Linked DNA regions of Mus musculus: region 2 is linked to region 1. The links are chromatin contacts, called in public Hi-C maps. All regions are on one chromosome and are shown on one strand. The core of a region is the stretch at or near the end of the contact, and the rest is flanking DNA. Distances in the headings are between cores, read along the strand shown. Region 1 has its middle 100 kb from the start of Mir682. Region 2 overlaps Ell2 (elongation factor for RNA polymerase II 2).

Region 1 (3,123 bases), core at 163-2,662:
AAATGACAGAGAAGTCTAAAAGTGGAGGAAAAAAAAGACATTTCAGAGGAATTAATCACTTGAGTGGTTGTTTAGATTTGACAAACAGAGAAAAGACCTTATTCAAAGTAGAGTTTAAGGATATTAGCCTGGGTGATCAAGCGAAAGGAGTTGATGTCTTAAATTCCATTCTCACAGAGTTTGAGCTGATTGCTTATGAGAACCTCCTCCTGGTTTGGAGTCTTTTCCCCATGGTGCAGATTTCACAGCTCTAGTTTTAAAGGTGTGTCTTATTTTCCTTAAGGAAAAATAACATTTGGAAGAAAGTTGCTTGGTTCCTTGCACCTGCCTTCTGAGCGTTGTTGACTTTGCCACTTAGTTATCTCCTTGTTAAATATAGAGAGAGATCCCTGGGGCGCATTAGTCTCCACAGCTGGGAATGAATTTAATCTTTGGGAGAAAACAAAACTGCTTACCTGGAATATTTGTTCTCTGACTAATCATGTAGTAACGTTGATCCACCCTTATACTGCCTGAGTTCCCAAAGGTCTTGGCTTTGGGAGAGGAACATTGGAAATGGTTTGATTTACACATGTGATTACAACAGCCACCTGGAGGATCTGGTAACACTAGGAGAGTAACTAACTTTGAAATGTCCAAAGAACAGAAGTCTGTTTGTCTTTTATTCTGTTAAAAAAAAAAAGAGCTCTTAGCATATCTAAGGGATATTCTATTCTATCACTACATCTCCTTCATCCTGAGAGAGGACAATATAATTTTGTAATATACATATACTATAAAAGGTGTGTGCCAAAAGTCTATGAAAGCAAACATTTGTTGTGATAAAAATGTTATGATTGAATCCTTCCAATAGCCCTACAAGGAAGATAGTAACATCATTTCCATTTACAGACAAAGCTGCCAAAAAGAAAAAGAAAAAAAAAAGAAAAAGAAAAAGAAAAAAGAAAAAGAACAAAGCAAAAACAAAAAGGCAGATGCACAGTGAGAGAAAGTGAGCTGGATGACTGGCCATCTAATTTTCAACCCTGACTTTTCCTTCACTCTCTTGTATAGAACTTGGGCCAGAAGTCAAATATGGAGAAGCAGCCAAGCTCAGAGAAGCAGCCAATTTGTTTACATGTTTTATTTTTAAATTATGTGACATTACTTTTTCCAGATTGTTTGAACTTGTCTATTACAAAAAACAATTCAAGGCTTGTATGTTGCTCTCCTTGTCTATAGCTTTTGTGATATAATTATGCTACAAAGCTCACAGTTTTGCTATTTATCCAGCAAGTTCAACCAAGAAGTTTTACTTTTTGCAAGGTCCTGCTTGTCTTGGAAAAAAAATAGGTGTTCCCCAACCCCCTCACTATATTAAGCTGACTGGGACTACAGCTTGTACTTGGTTTTTGGCTTGAAACCAAGGCTGTTGTGCAAGAGAAGGGCCAAGTGGGTAGGTTTCAACTTTATCTTGTGTCAGCTGTTTTAACAAGGGCAGCGTTTTGAGGAAATTATAGCCACATTATTGCAGGAAATGCAGGCTTGGGAATGCAGGTGCTCTGTTTGGGTTTATCCCCAACTAAGTTCTGTCTTTAGGACATCTGTTGATCTAAAGAACAGTTCTTTGAAAGATGGCTGCTTCTCTGAGCTTGATTTCTGTGCTTGTGAGAAATTATCAGCATTGCTTCTTTTAAGAATTTGGCACCAAAAAATACACTGTCTACCCTTTCTCTGCTGTTTGACATCATCACATTCCATTGTCAGAAGGACTCTTAATTTTTTTCTAATTTGTTCCTACCTTCTTGCCACCGACTCCTTAAACACACTCTCAGAAAAGCCATTATACTGTTAAGTCCCCAAAGAAAGTCAAGTTTCTCTTTATGGCCAATTCCTGGTTGTGTCTAAATAGCAGAAGAAGCAAGCCATAGCCAGTGTAATCCAAGTCTATAGGCAGGCACCTTCCTGTTTATTTTGGCGAACACCTAGCCAGTGAAGCTGATAATGTGTACACGAGGAGGAAGACGTCACAGTGGATTATGTATATGTAGGTTACAGTGAAAAACAAAAACCCTTATCAGTAACTTAATTCCTTACCTAATTTCACTCCAAGTTATAATTGAAGCAAATCTATGCAGAAGCTGCCATAAATGGAGATAGAAATTACTTCCTGCCATTTACTGGGTAAGATCCCTCCATAAATAATAAGAGATAATGACAAGAAACTTTGGATCCTTAGCATAAATGATCAGAGATTCCTTAGTTGTTCAAGTCACTCCAAGGTGCTCTTTCCTCATCAAATGAAATTAATGCATGTGAACAATTTTTCCACCTCAGTAGTTCCAAGGAACTTACGAACAATTATGATTTTTCATAAGAGAAGCCAGTTGGTAACCTTGAAGCCAGCTGCCTCCTGCCTCAAACCTATCACATGGAAAAGTTAAAAGGAAGATAAAAAAAAAAAAAAAAACCAAGTTCCAGGAGATGGGAACAAACCAAGCTACAGTCCTAACTATTCTCCCCGAACACCTGCCATTGCCTCAGGGGAGCAGACTCCTCCACCCTCTCTCTGTAATTGTGCACTGCTGTTTCCAGTTCATTTAACCACTTTGCAAGCTGTTTCCTGCTTATCCACAGTTGACTGCATGATTCTCAAATTCTCTTGTTTGAAGGCCCCAGTTTACATCTTATTCCATTACCATCTATGGCTGAAGTGTCTAAATCTAGATGGCTTCTACTCTCCAACTGGACTACACAGGTTGGGTCCCTAAAGTTACCAAGTTATATGAAGTGAGGTGTCAACCTCACACTGATCAGGGAAGTGGCAACATACTCATCAGAGCTGGCACACAGAGATACAGGCTTGAAGACTATTTCTATCAGTGAACTCCTGATCACAGCCTTTAGCATTTATTCATGTGGACAAGTCATACATTTCATCGAAATTCTCCACGATGCTTTGAAAAACAATGTCCTACTCTTGACAACCTGCTATTCTGATCTTTTTCATTCGGGACCCAGAAATAGTTCTTAAAAGCTTGGTAAATGGTTCTAAAGGAACAATTTATCCTAAATAAATAGGTCTTTGAGCCTTTATCATTTGGTCACATAGCTAAAAATGAAGTCTCTGCCAAGGGTTTTGTA
Region 2 (3,123 bases), core at 290-2,789, 210 kb before region 1:
CAGTCGGAGATGCTCAAAATAGTAAAATGCTTATTTTAGCATGGTGGGAAGGTCTGGGATTACGCCCAAATCTTACTTGTACGTCTTGGTGGGAAAGGTTTTATGAATAAATGCCTAATGCTCTCCTGTTGTTTCATGTTGGTCTGTAAGCTCTGTGAGGGCAGGGCTATGGCTGCTTTCCACCAGCAGAATGAGTCAGTACTAATGACTGAGTGACAGCAAGCAGAAGGGCAGGAGTGAACACAGTCTGTACTTTCCCACATTGCCAGACTGCGAGGACACACGAACATCGCTAAATGCAAACCTTATGGTCTATCATTTCTCAGCTGTGACAGTATTAACATCACATTCTTTGATTGTTCAACAAAAATTTCTGGAGAAGAAATAAGGTCAGTGTCATGATCATTTAGGAAATACTCGAAATGCCACACTTTCCTCCCATTTGCCAGCTCCTGCGAGAAAGAACCTGCTTAACTTTTTTTTCCCAACAAAGCTGTCATTGAGACAGAACTCAGGCCAGCGCAAGAAGAGCTGATCCAGCAGGCTTCTTCTATTTGGTCTGCTTCAGATCCTTGCTCTCAAAATGGGCTCCAGACGTTGCTACGTTTTCTTGTGCCCCTTGAGAAGCAGGCACAGGAAAATAAAGGAGGCTCATTTAGCCCTGAAGAGGAAAGGGAGTGTGATATTTGATTTAAAATTTGGATTCTGATGAGGGAGAAGGCTGAGTCTTAACCGAGGCCTAGTGGTGGGTCTTCTGGTACCTGCTCCCAATACACCAACGTCACTATTCCTTCAGATGGCTGGTAGTTGGGTGACTATCTCTTGCAAATGGTTGAATGAACTAAAAACCCAATAACACTGGCACTGATTTACATCTAAACATCATTTGCTTACACTCCCTCTAAACCTTCTGTGCCTATTCAAACAGGAAGGAGACCCCAAGATTAATGAAAGAGATGCTATAGATGAAGAACACTTAGTGCCATAGACATTAATAGAATTGAGATGCTAAAGAAAAAGTAATGTGGGAAGATGGTAAGTTCAAAGGAGTCAGAGCAGTTGTATTTTTATTTTTAATATTTGCCTCAGAAAGGCCCCATGGGAAAAGTTAATTCTCTTCCCAAACCCAACTAACTGCTAATCAATTCCCCAGGCTCCTTTATATACTGCAGCAGTACTTGGTACCAACAGGGCAAACTAAACTGGGGTTATATCTGACGCACAGTTATATTTATGAGTTCATCTCTAGTTCCTCCATTTAGTACTAGATGGCAAAGTTATTTATCCTTCAGCAGTGGCTGTGAGTCAACAATGTGAAAGGAAATGTTAATTTGGGCCATCAGAAAGACAGGAGCAAGGAAGCCATCCTTTATGGACAGTATCAGCAGGGAAGCAAGGATGGCTTCAACTCTGTCTAAATAACTAATCTATGCAGTAGCTTCTGCTTGCACCATTTGGCACCTGTGGTACTTTTTCAAAGGTCTATTTATTACACACACACACACACACACACACACACACACACACACACACACACACAATCTCTCTCTCTCTCAGGCACAATGCCAGAACAGATATTAGATGTTCTCTAGTTCAGATACTCTATCTATGCTAACTTATCAAAAGTAAGGATAGTGGGGAAATTGGGAAAAGAATCACCAATATCAGATCTGCTGGGTTATTTTGTACACTCACATGAGTATCAATATATACAAAGATTTGTAATTCAACAAAATTCCAGTAGTTAGGTAGAAGTCAAGAGGTGGATTTGACCTATTAGGAAACAAAGTGGTGGAGATTAGTAACATTTTCTTATGGAAAATGTTCACTATAGACAGAAACATTCAGGACTAGAGTGGAAGAAGTAACTATCATTCATGTTGTCCAAGTAAAAGCATTTTCCTGGTTCCCCTCCAAACAGGATTTGCTTTTTGTTTCCCACAGGAGAGTTTCAGAAGCTTGCAGCCCAGGAAACTAGGCCAGATGACCCTAGACTCCTAGCAGAGCAAACTTCATCCTTAAGCTTGGCTTGAGGCCTAGCTTAGCTGGCAGAGGCCCAGCCTGGCACTATGCCACACCACACCACAGCAAGACCAGCATGACTCTTGTCTGCCTCCACCCAGGCTCATACCATTGAAAGGAACCTTGTTCTGCAAGTCTGCAGGTACCTAGGCTGTCATAGGTAAGCATTTGGTATTGTTTTACACGGTATACTCAAATTATGAGCTAAACTGGTAATTCCTGCTGTTTATGAATGAGAATAAAATTTGATCATGAGGACATGCTCATTATCATTAATTTTTGAGCCCAACAATTTGACGTGTAAAATGTGTACAACCTATTTCACAGAGTAATCATGCGAGTCATCCGAGGAACTACGTACACAGTACTAACATACACCTTGTACATAATGAGCATCCAATAAGTACTGAGTAATATTAGCACTATAGGTTGATTCATTAACATTTTAAAGAACTGAATAAGCCAGGCATTATAAAAAGTAAGAAAATACAAATTGAGCTGCCCAGCAGGAAAGGATCAAGTGGTGAAGAACAGACAACAGCAAACCTCAAGTGCAACACAGCCAGGGAGAGTAAAACTCAAGGTAAACAACAGAAAATCCCATGGTCCCCTGGAGCTCATCTGGCTCTGACTAAACACCATTTGGTTCTAAACTCCGAGGTGGGAAACTAGAAGCAGTCCAGGGATTACACCACAAACATTTTAAAGGTTGCGATGCCGGCCATATTAAGGAACATTAAAAGGAGCTGGGGTTAAGTGATTTGGAGAAAAATGGCTGAGGAGGTTCATGGAGGATTTCAGATCAGAGAAGAGCACTGTACAGTGAGAGTGAGTGGGTGGAGGACAGAGCTGGGAGGAGGAGAAGAATGAAGAGCCACTTGAGGATGGCAGAGATAATGTGGGGCTCTGATGAGGCTGAGAGAGAATTTTGTTCAGATTTAACCTTTGATAAACATAGATTGGGTTACCCCTAAGATATATGGAAATGACAATCCCTATAAGAAAGCTTGGGAACTCTAAAATACCTGGTACCATTAGAATGTGCATGGTCGGAGAGATTATGGATGTCGAAGTGTTTGTTATATGAACTGAGTGTGGGGG

The links. A called contact is a pair of places that touch in the nucleus more often than the background predicts.
Region 2: a Hi-C map of liver shows a contact between it and region 1, with 2.0 times the contacts expected there. The contact joins two enhancer-like sites. A contact is called at or near these places in 2 of 484 Hi-C or Micro-C datasets (immediate neuronal precursor and liver), 1 of 115 datasets of contacts at active chromatin or transcription factors (embryonic stem cells) and 1 of 9 other capture datasets (adipose tissue).

The regions. Positions count from the first base shown.
Region 1 is chr13:75,541,055-75,544,177 of GRCm38.p6, reverse strand. No RefSeq gene overlaps it. Among named protein-coding and RNA genes, the nearest start is that of Mir682, 100 kb to the left of the region's middle. Within about 2 kb of position 1,412, at least 39 of the 459 cell types and tissues checked have an H3K27ac peak or open chromatin away from gene starts, as enhancers often do. A contact at or near this core is called in liver, where this site is marked.
Region 2 is chr13:75,751,682-75,754,804 of GRCm38.p6, reverse strand. The region is part of intron 4 of Ell2 (elongation factor for RNA polymerase II 2); the gene reads right to left. Among named protein-coding and RNA genes, the nearest start is that of Ell2, 46 kb to the right of the region's middle. Within about 2 kb of position 1,539, at least 113 of the 459 cell types and tissues checked have an H3K27ac peak or open chromatin away from gene starts, as enhancers often do. A contact at or near this core is called in liver, where this site is marked.